Regions from separate parts of the Rattus norvegicus genome. Here region 1 is linked to region 2. A link is a contact called in public Hi-C data. All regions are on one chromosome and are shown on one strand. Each heading gives the region's core, a stretch centred on a gene start, on an enhancer-like site or on the middle of the called end of the contact. The rest is flanking DNA. Distances are from core to core; before and after follow the strand shown.

Evidence for each region. A called contact is a pair of places that touch in the nucleus more often than the background predicts.
Region 1: a contact with region 2 is called in a Hi-C map of prefrontal cortex, with 2.4 times the contacts expected there. The contact joins the promoter of Sez6l here to the enhancer-like site in region 2. A contact is called at or near these places in 2 of 12 Hi-C or Micro-C datasets (frontal cortex and prefrontal cortex) and 1 of 1 datasets of contacts at active chromatin or transcription factors (oligodendrocytes).

What each region holds. Positions count from the first base shown.
Region 1 is chr12:49,720,597-49,728,091 of GRCr8, reverse strand. Sez6l (seizure related 6 homolog like) reads right to left here and starts at 2,762. Exons shown (of 17, transcript NM_001415748.1): 1 at 2,357-2,762. The coding sequence starts at 2,453.
Region 2 is chr12:49,434,844-49,442,129 of GRCr8, reverse strand. It overlaps Myo18b (myosin XVIIIb), which reads right to left. Exons shown (of 42, transcript XM_006249578.5): 10 at 3,096-3,240. It overlaps LOC134481310 (a long non-coding RNA gene), which reads left to right. Exons shown (of 2, transcript XR_010056820.1): 2 at 353-461. Among named protein-coding and RNA genes, the nearest start is that of Myo18b, 17 kb to the right of the region's middle. Within about 2 kb of position 4,844, at least 15 of the 93 cell types and tissues checked have an H3K27ac peak or open chromatin away from gene starts, as enhancers often do. A contact at or near this core is called in prefrontal cortex, where this site is marked.

The DNA of each region.
Region 1 (7,495 bases), core at 1,513-4,012, 290 kb before region 2:
TACGGAAGTACACCAACGTAACAATGATACCTATCACTACATGTCAGAGGCTTACTGAAAAATACTGAATTTGCTTTGTTAGTCCAAGGGGAAAAAGAAAAGAAACGTCAGTCTCTGCAGTCTTAGCTTATATGTGCATTACTCTCACGTGCACGTCTTAGGCCACAAAGGCCCTCTTAGAAAAACAAGCTACATTTTATTCTCAGCAACCACGGCCCAGAGAATGCGCACCCTGCATAGGAACATTGCAACAAGTTCCCACCCCTCGCACCGCAAGCAGGAAGACAAGTCTGCAACCCTGGGCTCCTCTGGTGCCTCTCCTCTCTGGTTTGTGGATATGAGCTGCCGGCTAAAAATAGAATTTATTGCAGAAGATCAATTGTTTCCAAATGGACCATGAGAACTGGCAGTGCCCGTGGGCTACCCTAGCTCCCTTCTTATGACTCAGTTGGAACCCCACGGTTAGTAACGAGCCTTTGGATGAAGTACATTGGTGGACTTTAATTTGGCAGTGACCTGAAGTTAATTAAAACTATATGCTCACCAACCACGGTGTGGGGCAGTTGCAAAATATAAAATGTCTAAAAACTGAAATCACAAACGCACACATCCTGCTCTCCCTCCTACACTCTGGCACATACTGAGGAATCAGGATACAGGATTCTGATCTTGGGTGACATTTTCCTACATGCCATTAGGACCCCACCCCCATGCCCATGGTGATGCCTTAGAGAAGAATGTCGAACTCAGAGGTAGGGTCACTTTGGGAAGATGGTGAGCCTCTGGACATCTTTGAGTTCTGTTTGTTCAGTGTGTGTGTGTGTGTGTGTGTGTGTGTGTGTGTGTGTGTGTGTGTGTGTATGTGTATTTAAGAGCTGGGGCAGGGCAATCTGGATCCGGTTCAAGGCCACCACGAGATTGTTGGAAAGAGGCAGCTAATTAAGAAAGGGCATGCTGGGTAGAGACCATTGATTCAAACCAAATCTCTTTTCCCATCTTTTCTAGGGAAGCTGCCCAGACATGGTGTAAATTGGAAATACCATTGTCTCACAAGGGGTGGGGGCGGGAGGTGTTCTTAATTATATCTTCTGTTAAATAAAGGAGGGCAAATCATTCCCCTTGTTCATTTCTGGGCCCAACAGACTGGGAATAAAAGGCCTAATGTATGCTGAGGAGGGCACTCCAGGCCCTGAGCAAGAGATGGGACCCAGAGCTAGGGCCTGGAGCCGAGAGCTGTCCGGGGACTCTGGTGCTGAACTCAGGGGCCCAGAATTCCCCGCGGTGAAGCGGCAATGCGTGTCTGTTTCCAGAATTCCAGACCAAGAAGACCCCAATGAAATGGAACTCCAGATGGACAGGGGTGGGGGATGAGCGCCCCAGGCTGTGACCAGCTCAGGCAGACTCCCAGCTTTGTTTTGTAAGTTACCACGAGAGGAAACACCTTGCCAAGAGAATGGGAGGTTAAGTGGTCCAACCCCGATAGCTGACACAGTAGGCTCTCCAGATGTCTTTAGCTCACCTCATAGCTCCGGGGCTGGGGGTGGGGTCAGGTTTCGGTGAGTTATTTGCCTCCCTTCTCTCGACACTTCAGCATCTCACTATAACTTCCTGGGACCCCAGCAGGGTGGAGCGAAGGTGTACCCCAGGTAGATGAAGGAACCGACAATCTCCACAAACTCAGTCCCTCCTTCCTAAGCTGCAAGCACGTGGGGTTTACTAGCACCCTCTCTTCATTCCTAATATCCATGAGACTGTAGAGGGCAAAAAAGGGGCCCATCCCCCGAGGTTCTAACATCTCTCTTCTCACCAACTTCTGGGAGCCCTGAGCTCCCCTCCATCGGAGGAAGCCACACCCAAGTCCAATTTTCTGACACCTGGCTAGGTTCTATCCAGGAGACAACCCCTCCGAATAGTCCGAGACAGCGTGGGATGGTGGGATGGGAGGGAATCTGGTTCTGGAGACAGGCAGTCAGCTGTCCGCTTCCTATACCTATCTTCTTCCACAGAGCTTGGCAGAATAGCCTGGCAGCCAGCCCTGGGTGCAGTTGCAGAGAGCTTCCAGAATCTGGAGGTTTGGAGAGGACCCCACTCCCAGGAGCTTCTCCGGGAAGCTTTTCCGGACTGCAAAAGGGAGTCTGTCCTCAGCCCAGAGACCGACGAAGGACCCGCAACCCAAGGCGGGAGTCCTTCAGATGCGTCCCCGCCTCCGCTCTCCGGCAGGGACGAGGTGCCCAGCCCGGATTCCGGAAGGTCCCGTGGGTGGCGCGAGTGTTCCCGGACCAGCCGAGACCCCCGACCGCTCGGGTCAGCCGCAACAACTTTACCCTCTTTGGGCCGGGGCCCTCAGGGTTCTTACCTTCCGCCCGAGCTGCCACGGGGCTCCCCAGAAGCAAGGCGACCAGGAGCAGAGAGATCCTGTCGGGTCCCGCGGCTTGTGGCGGTGCCACAGTCATTGTAGCTACGGAGCCGGGGTCGGCACAGAGAGATCCGTGTGGCCGGTCCAGGCAGAGGGATCCGTGCGGTGGGATCAAGGCAGAAGGATCGGGCAGCCGGAATCAGGCAGTGCGGTCCAGGGAGAGGGAGAGATCTGGACCGAAGGCTCTGAGCAGCCGGACCCCAGAGCGAGGTCCAGACAGAGGGATTGGTGCAGCGGGATTCAGGCAGAGGGATCCGGGCAGTAGGATCAGGGCAGCGGCTCCTGGCGGACACGCAGCCCGCCGTGGCTCTGGCCGAGCTGCACCGGGCGCGGGCGACGGACGAGTGAGGAGGAGCCGCGGGCGGCGAGCGAGCGGAGGGCGGGGGCTGGGGCCCGAGCGAGCTAGCAGGAGAGAGAGAGCGAACGAGCGAGCTAGGGAAGTGAGCACGAGGAGGCGGCCGAGGGCCGTTCCGGGGTAGCCTGGCCCTCCGGCCCTGAGAAGTTGGTGATGTCGCCCGGTCCCGAGTGGTCCCCACTCTCTTTGAGGATGCTGGGACAGTCAGATGAGGCGGAAGAGTGCCCGATGTGTCCTTGCAAACCCAGTCCGCCAGCAGCCTGGCCTGTATCCCCACTGTACAGCCCTCTCTGGCCCCTGAGGGCCCCACCCGCCTCCACCCTTTCCTCCCCTCCCCCACTCTTCCCTATCCGCCGAATGCCTTGGTGCTTCCACAGAGAGTCCTGGTGACCTAGGAAGCCACACCGATTGCATCCAGGGACCTCGCTGGACCAATACACAGGTCCACGGAATCCTGTCTGATACCAAGAGGTTCTTCACCTTGGAAACGCCCAGCCACAGACTCTTAGGTGAAGACCCACCACCCATTTTATGACTGCAGCTCCATCTGCTACATTAGCACTCTCAACAGGGCCCTGCAGATCCTTCGAGCTTCCAGAGTCTGAGCCCTGTTTTACCTCCCCCTTCCCCATCCCCCCAGCGAAAGCTTTGGGTCTAGGCCCATCCTCTGACTGCCTCTGTCCAGTTCAAATTCTCTAGCAACGCGTCTTTCTTCCATAAACAGAGGAGATGGGGCGCAGTGGGTGAGGAAGACAAGCAGCCACTTATAGCCAGGCGTTGGCCAAGGGCCAGGCGGGAGATGCCTCACACCAAGGGAGACTGCTCTCCTTGTTCTGCAGAGTTTAACAGGCCCAGCTGGCTTCCCAGGCCCCTCACCCCAAGTTAGACGCCTTTCCCTCCCCCACCCTACTTTGACACTCTGCTCAAGCAGGGAGCAGATGGAGAGAAGGTTGTAGCAATTGGGGGTTAAAAAAAGTCTTTAGCAGAGTGGAGAGACTGGGAATCCCTGAAAAAGGAGTGTGGTGAGGGGAGAGCATGGGAGGTGGGAGGGGAGCAGGGAGGAGGAGGGACTCTTCTGCTCCTGGTTCCCGAGGACCCCCTCACTCACTCTTGGGATGCTCTTTGCCTGAAGCCCAGATTAGAGGGCTGAAGGTGATGGAGGGAATCCTCTTTCCTCCATACTCATCTGGGCTGAAGGAAGCTTTCTGCCTGGCCAGTCAAGTCTCAGAAAGTGTGTGTGTGTGGGGGGGGGGGGGTGTTTGAGAAGGACATGCAGGAGTCCTGGTTCCTCCTCTAGGGGAATGACATGCTGTCCTGTCTTGAAGCATGAGGGTGGGCCCATTGTGAAGAGGGGCCTGGCCCACCCCCTCACTCTCAGGCCTGCCTAGGACTAGCAGCAGGACGTTCAGTAAACCCTGAGGATCAGAAGCAGAGGGCAGGGATACAGAAACACGGAGGGGAGAACGGAGATAGGAGAGCAGGGTAGGAAGGCTTGTCAGTACCCACGGCTTGCCAGACTCTGGAGTGGTCTCTGTTTCAATTTGATAATGATCGGCAGTGATCGCGGTGATCATCAATATCTCCCCTGGAACCCGCTTGACCAAAGCCACTCACCCAGGATGTGATAGGGTGGATGGATTCAAAGCCGGGCCTGGGTTGAAAATCAGACTCCTGTCCCCAAACACAATCCTTCCTTGCAACAAGGTGGCTGCCTCTGGGCTGAGACATGGTGGCTCCTCTTGGATGTTCACCCTCTCCCCTACTCCCAGCAGGCAGCTAGAAGTCCATCATTGCAGTCACCTCTTAGTCAGGGAGGGGAGACACAACAGTGCCATAGACTCTCAACCCACTGAGCCCACAGCAGGAGTTAACTAGTTCCACGTGTGCTCAAACTGTAAAGGGGGGAAAGGCAGTAGTCTGAAGACACAGTGTTGAGAGTGTCGGGCAGATGAAGGTCACCAGAAAGGAGATCCAGCTGGGGTCAGAGGGGGAACAGAAGTAGCTTATGGGGCGGGGGGGGAGGGTCTTCCCCACTGCCAGACCCATTTTAAAGAAGAGCAAACTGAGGTGTGGGGAGGTGAGGTGACACGCTCAACACCATGCACGGTCCAGCTGTGCCCAGGTTTGTGCTCTGTCTACTGCCAGATAATGCCTGGCCTTCGCTTGGGGGAGGGGGATCAGTGGGGACCTCCTGTGCCCACTGCCAGTTGGGTTGAGAACCCCAGGTTCTTTTCCTGCAGTTGGAGTGAGCCTGTAGGTCCGACCTCCCTACATCCTGCTGTGTGTGTGCAATCCCCTTTGTGCAGTTAAAATCAGCAGTGAGGACAAAGGCTGGACCCTGGTCTCAGCTATGCCTTCGCAGAAGGCCAAGAACAAGGGACTTGTGTTCTTTGGGTTCTAGTTGCCTCTTCCAGAGGAGTAGGAATAAAAATGATGCCTTCCATGTGGAGTGACAATGTGCAACAGTATCCTCAAACTGTGACAGGATGCACTGTGCAGGCTTACAGGGTGAGGAGAGGACCTCAGGGGTAGGTCAGCTCAAAGCATAGTCTGGGGCTTGGCCTCAGTCTGAGCAATTGTTATCAACACTGAGTGGAGAGGAAGCTGGAGCTTCTGACCTTTTCTCTGCCTTTCTGAGTGTCTTTCTGTGAGTGAGTGTGTAGCCTCTCTGGAGTTGGTCTCTCAATCTATCCACTCACCCACCCATCCATCCACTCATCCATCCACCCACCCATACATCCACCAACCCACCCATCTGGTCATAACCATCCAAGCACTCACCATCTATTCTATCCAACCCATGCACTATCTACCCATTGGCATACCCATCCACAAATCCATCCATCCATCCATCCATCCATCCACCATCCACAAATCCATCATCCATCCATCCATCCATCCACTCATCCACAAATCCATCCATCATTCATCCATCCATCCATCCACTCATCCACAAATCCATCCATCATTCATCTACCCATCCATAATCCATCCATCCATCTACACACCCATCCATCCATCCATTCACCCATCCATTCATCCATCCATAATCCATCCATCCACTCACTATCCACTCATCCCAACAATCCACACACCCAGCTGTACATCTATACACCCATCCATTCCTCCCATTCATTAATGTGTCCAGCCGTCTGTCTCTCCATCCTCCCATTCTAACCATCCATTTATAATGCACTACCTTTCCATCTAGCTGTTTGTCTCTTCACAGTATGAAGGTACATCACATACTGTCCCATCCAAGCATCATGATCTACCCACTAGCCTCTCCTTCCCCCTTCCCTTCCCTCTGCCCCATCATTTCTTCCTTCTGTTTCCCTATTCACTATTTATCACTCTGTCCATCTGCCCATCTATCTACCCACCATCCCATTTTCTTTGCATTCAATGAATGGTTCTTAGATGTCAAACAGTACATCAGGCCACAAACACGGTGGATATCATCTCTTGCTTTCTAGGGCTGTCTAGTGATGCCTGCCAACCCAAATGCCCATGTCCTTTCCAGCTGACCAATGCTCTGTGCCAGGGAATCAGTTTCACACAGCGTCTGGAAGTCTGGGCTTCAAAACGTTACAGCCTGCAGTTTAAATATGTTCCTACTAATGACTGTGTCTCCTTCAACAAGGCCATCGAGGTCCATGCTTCTTCATGTGCTGTTCAGACGAAGTGTGTGCTGTCAGGAACATCTGTGTACCGAAAGACTTTATCACCTGACACTGGAGGAGAAAATATATGCTGTCTTGAGCAGAGAGGAACCAATATAAAAGGAGAGGTCACTGACAAGCAGGGTTTAATTTAAAAATGCCAATAGAAGGTATTTCAGGAGATGGACCTCCTTCACCCCTCCCCCTTCATGTCTTTGAAGACGGAGGCTCCAGAATCTTATCTGGTCTTCATCATGGAGCACAGCTTCTGCAACCCCTAGTGGGAAGCTTGGGCCCACACCACTCTCAGACTGGAAGCCGGCAAGAACATAGCCAAGTGTGAGGTGAGGTAGCCTGTCCCACCCAGGCACCCATATCACCTGCAGGGGACATTCTGCCCCTTTGACTCCCTTGGAGATGTGCTGCTAGAAGACAGGGCCTCTACTTTCCAACTGAAAGTTGACATAACACAAAGCCAGCCTGCTGACTGATGTGCATTCTCCTGAGGCCAGAGGGGATGGGAAGCTACTGCACAGCCAAGAGCATGGAAAAAAGCACAACCACGGGCGTAGAAAAAGCTCAAAGATGGGGGACAGAAACACCCCACAGCCGCTGACATCTACAAGCCTGTGGGGGAGATTCTCCTCATGAAGGGTTATGTGCCCAGCCTCAAAAGGGAGGAAACATTAATTAAGGACTCTGTATTTACGTAGTCTGGTGTTGCAAACCATAACACACCCATTTTCCAGGTCACTAAGAGCAGCCTTTCTCTGCATGGTGGGTTATCCTAAGCCTCGTGATTCTGAAGGCCTGAGCATGACTGTGCTTGGGCTCAGTGGGTTCATTTGGAGTCAGACACTCTTTGATTTGAGCTAGAGCTCCATCCTGGGACGTAGCTTGTGAGCTGCTTCAGTTTTCCCCATCTTTGATGGATCATCAATGACCGCAGTGTCACTGTCAGAGGGAGCTGAGCACCCAGCCTGACTTAGCAGGGCTCTCAGCAGGGGTGAATGCTGTTGCCTCTGGAGTTGCTGGTCAGCACTGGGTATTGAGCCGCTCACA
Region 2 (7,286 bases), core at 3,595-6,094:
TGATGACAGGCTCCTGTTCCCTCACCAAGAAGGACTTCCTATTGATGACAGTCACATCTGGATTAAGGATTCCCGCGGGACTGTAAGTGGTCAGGTTCAACAGAGTCCATGTACTGGCTGGTTTTGTGTGTCAACTTGACACAAGCTGGAGTTATCACAGAGAAAGGAGCCTCACTTGTGGAAATGCCTTCATGAGACCCAGCTGTAAGGCATTTTCTCAATTAGTGATCAAGGGGTGAGGACCCATCTCATTGTGGGTGGGGCCATCCCTGGGCTGGTGGTCCTGGGTTCTATAAGAGAGCAGGCTGAGCCAGCCAGGTGAAGCAAGCCAGTAAGTAACATCCCTCCACAGCCTCTGCATCAGCTCCTGCTTCTTGACCTGCTGGAGTTCCAGTCCTGACTTCCTTTGGTGATGAACAGCAATGTGGAAGTGTGAGCTGAATAAACCCTTTCCTCCCCAACTTGCTTCTTGGTCATGATGTTTTGTGCAGGAATAGAAACCCTGACTAAGAGAGTCAGTCTCACAAGTGTGCTGACATGGGCACTACTGTCACATTTTACAGAGGACAATACTGAGTCCCCAAGATCAGACTATCACCTCAGCCGAGAAGGTCAGACTGGTCCCAGGAACACCCACAGCCTCAACTTAAAGATGTCCCCATAGGTCAGTGTCCCAAACAGAGTGTTGTTGGGGACATCAGGGGGTTGGGTGGAACCAAGGAAAGACCCATACAAAAGAGGGTGGTTCTCCTGGCACCCTGGCGTGAGCACAGCCAAGCAGATTCAAGGAAATTTTAGAGACAGTTCCCAAGGTCAACACTTCCAGATGCTGTTGGCTTTTGACACCACAGAAGAACATCTCTGAGCCTTGGTATCTGGAGCTCGGGTCTCTGTGTTTGCATGTCTGCCACTTTACCAACCAAGCCACCTCAAAGCCCCGGGCATGGAGCTTCCCAGCGGTCAACTCTGAACCCTCATGCACAGTACAATTTGCAAGAATCTAGTGGACGCCTCTCAGTGAAGAGCATCAGTGCAAAACTGTCACACTTGGTCACTTCACAAACCCTGCATCCAGTCATGAGACCCCTCATCTCCCCACCCAGACCATGCTGGTTCTGACTAGCAGGATCCAGGCTTCTGAAGCGAGCTGAGGAAGCAAAGGAGGATCCTTGATTAATGAAAATGAACCTAATATATTTCGGAGCGATCTGTTGTGACACAAAGCAGGGACGTTTACACATGACTGTGGGTTTTTAATAGCTGATTCTAGAACAACCCATTATGAAATCTTCCAAAGCTGAAAAATACAGTAAATCACGGGGCAGGGCTTCCGAGCAGACCGACATACGGCTCTCCATAAAATAATGTAGAGGGTGGGGTAGGAGGGGGAGGCAGAAGGAATTACTGCCGTAATCATGAGTTAATAAAATATTTATAGACGCGGATTTTTCTCTTATCCTGGCATGTCCACACAAGGGAAGCCCCTGAGTGCACATTGGAGGAAATTCCCACCTGTCCCAGGAGGAGAGCGAGTTGAGCTGAGCCCTTTTACCATGGCCCTGTGGTCTCCTCTGCAGTTGGGGGCAAAGAATACTCAGTTGGCGTGGGAAGGCAGGGCAGGGTGTCTGCTGGACTGGTCCACCATCTCCTCTACCTTCCTCTTCCTCTTCCCCCCCCCCATCATCATCATCTTCTTCTTCCTCATCCTAATCTTCCTCCTCACCCACCACCTTCTCCTCTTCTACTGAATCTGTCCAAGACAGCAGGAAGCCTCCTTCAGATACCCCCTCCCCAATCGAATACAGCCTGAGGCTGTTAATCAAGGAGCCCTAGCCTATCAGAGCCAAGTGTTGGTCATGAACTCCAGGGAGTGACCCCGCCCACATCTGCAGTAAAGCCAAAGCTATCTGTGTTCGCCCAAGGACCCATAATCTGAGAAGCTACCAAAGAGGACTCGAGAACCCAGAAGGCAACGCACATGGTGGCAGAGAAGAGGAAAAGGTGACATCACCATGGAGATATGCCAGAGCCACAGAGTGGACGGGAAAGGGCCTCCCTAGAGCCTTCATGGGATGTGGCTGCAGATAGCCTGCTCCAGACTCCTGGCACTGAGAGGAGAGAGGTTGGGTTCCTGTTATTTATGTCATCAAGATGGCGGACATTTGTCGAGGTACCAGACCATGAGCACAAATGGCAGAGCCCGGTACGTGTGGCAGGGACAGCCATTCATCACATGGGCAGCCCCTGCTCAAAGCTTAGGGCTGCTCTGGCCAGCAGAAGCCACTGGCAACTTAGTCATTAAAATCACACCCAACCCAGGGCTGGAGAGATGACTCAGTGTGCAAATCCCTGCTGTACTAGGCTGAGGACCTGAGTTCAATCCCTAGCATGTGTGTGCATGAACCGGGCATAGAGGCCTGATGCTAGCCCAGAGCTGCAGAGGCAGAGGCAGGAGGATCCCCGGGTGCCCCAGCCAGCCTACCCTGACCAAGCAGCTTCATGCCAGTGAGACACCTGTCTGAAAACCTGAGGAGAACAGCATCTAAGCAATCAATCCTAAGGTTTCCTCTGTCCTACACACATACATACATGTACACACACATACATGCATGCATATATTATATATATACACTACACACATACATATACACCACACATACACATATATACATGCACACATATACATTCATACATATATACATATATACAGACATGCAAACAGATACATACACACCAAGCACTACATATGCATGCACATACATACATACACACGACACACTACATTCACACACATGCATGTGCATACACATATATAAACATACACTATACACACATACATGAACACACATATGCACATGCATGTGCACACACACACACACTCACACACAATTATTCACAATTCTAAGCTCAGTCCCTTAGCCATGAGCTACATTTCAGGTGCTCCATGGCCCTATGTGCCTCATGACCACTGTGACAGCAGGGGTGACTTACAGGGTCCCATCAGTGTGACAGGTTCTCATGGACAGCACGTGTTCAAGATCACTGGGGAGCCCCGAGACACACACCACAGCAGATAGCTGCAGGAAGGACGGTACCTTTGCATGCCCCTGCCGCACCCAGGTGATAGATGGCCGCCAGTACCCGCCAGATGGCTCGCTGCTCTCCCTCCAAGATGCCCAGCAGCTCCATGGCACCCCGGAGCTGGGAGAATGCTGTGGCTGCCTTCTGCTTGTCTTCAGGCTGGGGGAGGGGAGAGAAGAGAAAGGCCGTCATGGTGGAGACTGGAATTCACAGCTCAGAGCCGAGGTCAGTCTGCCGGGCATACGGTCGGTTTATGGCTGCACTAAATTACCCACGGTTAAGCAGGGCTGATTTGGCAGCCTCATTGAGACTTCCAGGAAGGTGGTAAATGTCATTTGTGTCTGGTTTGGGGTATGGGGCAGGTTTTATTCACTCTGGAAGGATTTGTCAGGGCTCTGGTCTGGATGCCAGATAAAGGAGCAGGAGCACAGCCCTGGAGCCTCTCGAGGCAGAAGAGATGGGAACAAGAAGCAGCGGGTATGGGGACAGGCTGTATGGCGGACCCAGGTCTAAGTGGGACACAGGAGATCACGGAGGAGGAGCAGAACCTGGGGCGAGAGCTTGAAAGGTAGATTGGGGGGTGGGGGCTGGAGAGATGGCTCAGCGGTTAAGAACACTGATGCTCTTCCAAAGGTCCTGAGTTCAATTCCCAGCAACCACATGGTGGCTCACAGCCAACTGTAATGGGGTCCGATGGCCTCTTCGGGTGTGTCTGAAGACAGCGACAGTGCACTCATAGACATAAATAAATCTTTATAAAAGTTAATGTGGAAACTGATCATGTGTATGGGGCAGAGGGCCGCACACGGGGGCGAGTGTGACTGACCAGCGGAGGTCACACATGAGAGAGGTAAAGGAGGAAGGCAGGCCAGGCAGGCCCGAGACAGTCAACGGTCAGCCTAAGGAGCAATGGTTTCCCATCACCATGGTTAAGGACTGACACATGGACCCACTTAGATTTCTGGACCCATGGCAGACATCACTAATCAGTCAAGATCCCACAGCAAGCCAGACTCACTTCAGAAGGCCACCATTGGCCACCACACCCCAAGATCTACCTCAGGAGCCAACATGGGGCTTGCTTGGCACCTTCTGTGGGACAAAGGGAAATTTCTGGAGAATTTGAAGCAGAAAAGGAATGGCCCACTGGTAGGTTCGTGAGTTACTGAGCTTCAAGTGGCATTTTTTTTCTCTTTATTCTTCAGATTTATAGTTCTAATTATATTTGTCTGAATATTAAAATTAATTTGGAAGTTCTATGTATGAGCCATCTGGCTGAGGACACACTGCCCAGAAACCTGGAAGGCAGAGAAAGTGAGGCGGGAACGGGAGCCCTTTTGTCAATAACCTGCCACAGCACATAATGAGAGACCAATTTGTACCTGGTCCAAGTAGAGAATCTGGGTGACACAGGGCAGGAGAGCCTGTTAGAGCTGACAGGTCCTTGAATTCTGTAGAGTTTCGTGCCCAGAGAGGGCACGGCATAGGCCAAAGGTCACACAGCAAATTGACTGCAGGGAAGGCAGGAGGCTTCCCCAATTCCCGCCCACGCTGATTCTTTTCCACTCCAGCCGCCTCAGATAGCTGAGACACTGGAGAGGCTCCTCAGCCAATTGGAACAACATCAAAGCAGGTGGTGACACTGAGAGATTCGCCTTGGAAGCGTTTCAATTAACAGCAGAAGCATGTCCCACCTCTCTGTCATATTTCTGGGCCACCACAGAACCACCAAGTCCCTAGCAACCAGGAGCTGAGCCTAGCAACTGCAGCCGCTCCACCACAGCAGACAAGGGGGGAGGAAGGCGCCACCCAACAAAGGCTCGGTTATTTATGAGATTCCAAGGGAGCAGGAGAGGGCGCTCAGAGGACAGATGGTGAGATTATCCTGGATCCCAGTGTCAGCAGCCAAGGAGCACTGGATTTTGAATAACAGGTAGAGCCCATCACTGAAGCACTTAGCTTTCGTGAGAGGGGAGGGGAGACCCCTTTCTCTCTCCTGCAACCCATGTCTCTTAGGAAACAGAGAATGTGAATGAACAAGGAGAGATACTCCTGCCAAGTGAGAAGAGCTCAGGGTGACGGTTAGAGAGCCCATTGTTCTCTAAGCAACTCCAAATAATGTCCTGACCCATCTGCTCTTGGGTAAAAAAAAACCCGTGAAACCAGAAATAAGTCAGATGAGTGAATACAACACCCCCCAAGAAAACTGAGAAGCAGAAGAAGAAAGGCTACACGGGAGGCGGTGGGTCTAGAGCCCAGGGTGGGAGTATTAGACAGCAAGGAAAAAGAACAAGCTAACACTATACTCACTCCTGTGTGAGGCTTCCAAAGCCAATGCTGAGTCCAAGATATCTGACCTGAAAGCTTGCTCTTTGTCTGACGTCTGTCACTAACTTTAAAGTGTTTGAGACTGTGTGACACACACACACACACACACACACACACCCCACTGGTAGATGTCTTCCCTTGGGATGGCTGTCTGAGAAGTTCAGAGCACAGCATTGCACTTCATGGAGCCTCAGGCTACACCCGGCAGAGCCAGCACACAGTGGGACAGAGAAAGCTGGCCAGCTCAGAACATCTTCACATAGAGACACCAACACTGTCATGGCCTCTGGGGTCACGTGGACTTTAGTTTCCTAAGGAGCCTCCACTCCAGCTTCCAGAGTGACTGGACCCATTCACACTCTCTCCCACTATAGCATGTTCCCGCCGGCATTTGTGGGTTTTGTTTTGTTTTGACCACTGCTGTTCTGAGTGGGCCTTTTGTGTTTTGCCTTTTGAGCAGTGTGTGTGTCCATTTTATTCGTTCATTGTTGATGTGTGTTTTGATTTCTCATTTTTGGAGTTCTTTATGTATTCTAGATACAAATTCTAGACAATCCTCTGCCAGCTCTTAACACTCTGTAAGCTATGTTTTCCTTTTGTGTCCTCTGCTAGACATGTTTTGTGGGGCTTTTGTTGTTGTGGTTTGCTTGTTTGTTTGTTTCTGTTTGTGTCCCTTCCACAGGGTCCCTTTGCCAGTGTTGGTCTTGTTCCCTGGGTGACTGGAGTCCTACTGAGTGTTCTCCTTCAGCAGCTCTAGAGCGAGAGCCTCACCATCACACCACAGTCTGGGGTGCATCTGAAGTTGGTGTTTTAGGGGTGAGGAGTGGGGGCTTCGTCCTGTACATGGACAACTCAGTTTTCCCAGATGATGTCTCTTCCCCATTGTGTGTATTTTCCATTGTGGGTACACCGGCTCAGATCTGAGTATGTGACTACCCATTGATCAACACGACTGTCCCATTTGTTTTCATTATTCTGACTCTGCAGATTAACTACACATCAGGCGTGTGGCACCTCCCACGGTTTTGCTCAGGATCACTTGGCTACCCGGGGTCTCTTCTGCTTCTGCGTGAGGTTCAGGGTTGTCTCTCTGTCCGCGAGGAATGGCATTGGAACCTGGGTGGATTCGTCGAGTCTGTAGGTGGCCTCTGTACAGCAGCCACTTACAACATTAATCTGCCCATCCCTGAGCGTGGGAGGTCTTTCCATCTTCTAGTGACTTCTTCGATCTCTTCCTTACTGTCACGCTGCCAAAGGCTCTCATCTCCCGGGTTACATTTATTGCGAGGTGTTTGCTGTGGTGAACGGGGCCGAGACCTTCATTTCTTTCTCAGACGTTTGCCATTGGCTCACAAGAGGGCTCTGCCGTGTGTGTGTGTGTGTGTGTGTGTGTGTGTGTGTGTGTGTGTGTGTGTGTGTGTTTGAGGTTTGTGTCCTGCCTCTCTACTGAGGGTGTCTGCCCACTCTGAAATTTCTGGTGGGGTCCTATGGGTCATAGAATCACGTGACTGCAATGATACACCGACTCCCTCTCTCCTGCAGTCCCCTTCTGTCAGCTTCTAACTCGTTCTCCTGTGAAGAGTGGGGTGGAGAGGGGATACCTTGGGGGAAGGCTTTGGGTTTTCATGCTCAGCAGGTTTATGGGCTCTAACCCACAGCTCTAACTTCACAGTGCCACCAAAACAGCTTCTACTGCAGCTCCTCAGAACTTTTATCATGAAGGGATGTTGGATTTTCTCTAAAGCCCTTTCCGTATCCATGGAGAGGATCCTGTGACCTGTGACCTCGATCCCATTTATGGGATGTATCCTATTTACTGATTCACATGCACTGAACCATGCCCGCGTCCCTGGAGTGAAGACGGTTTCTCACGATGG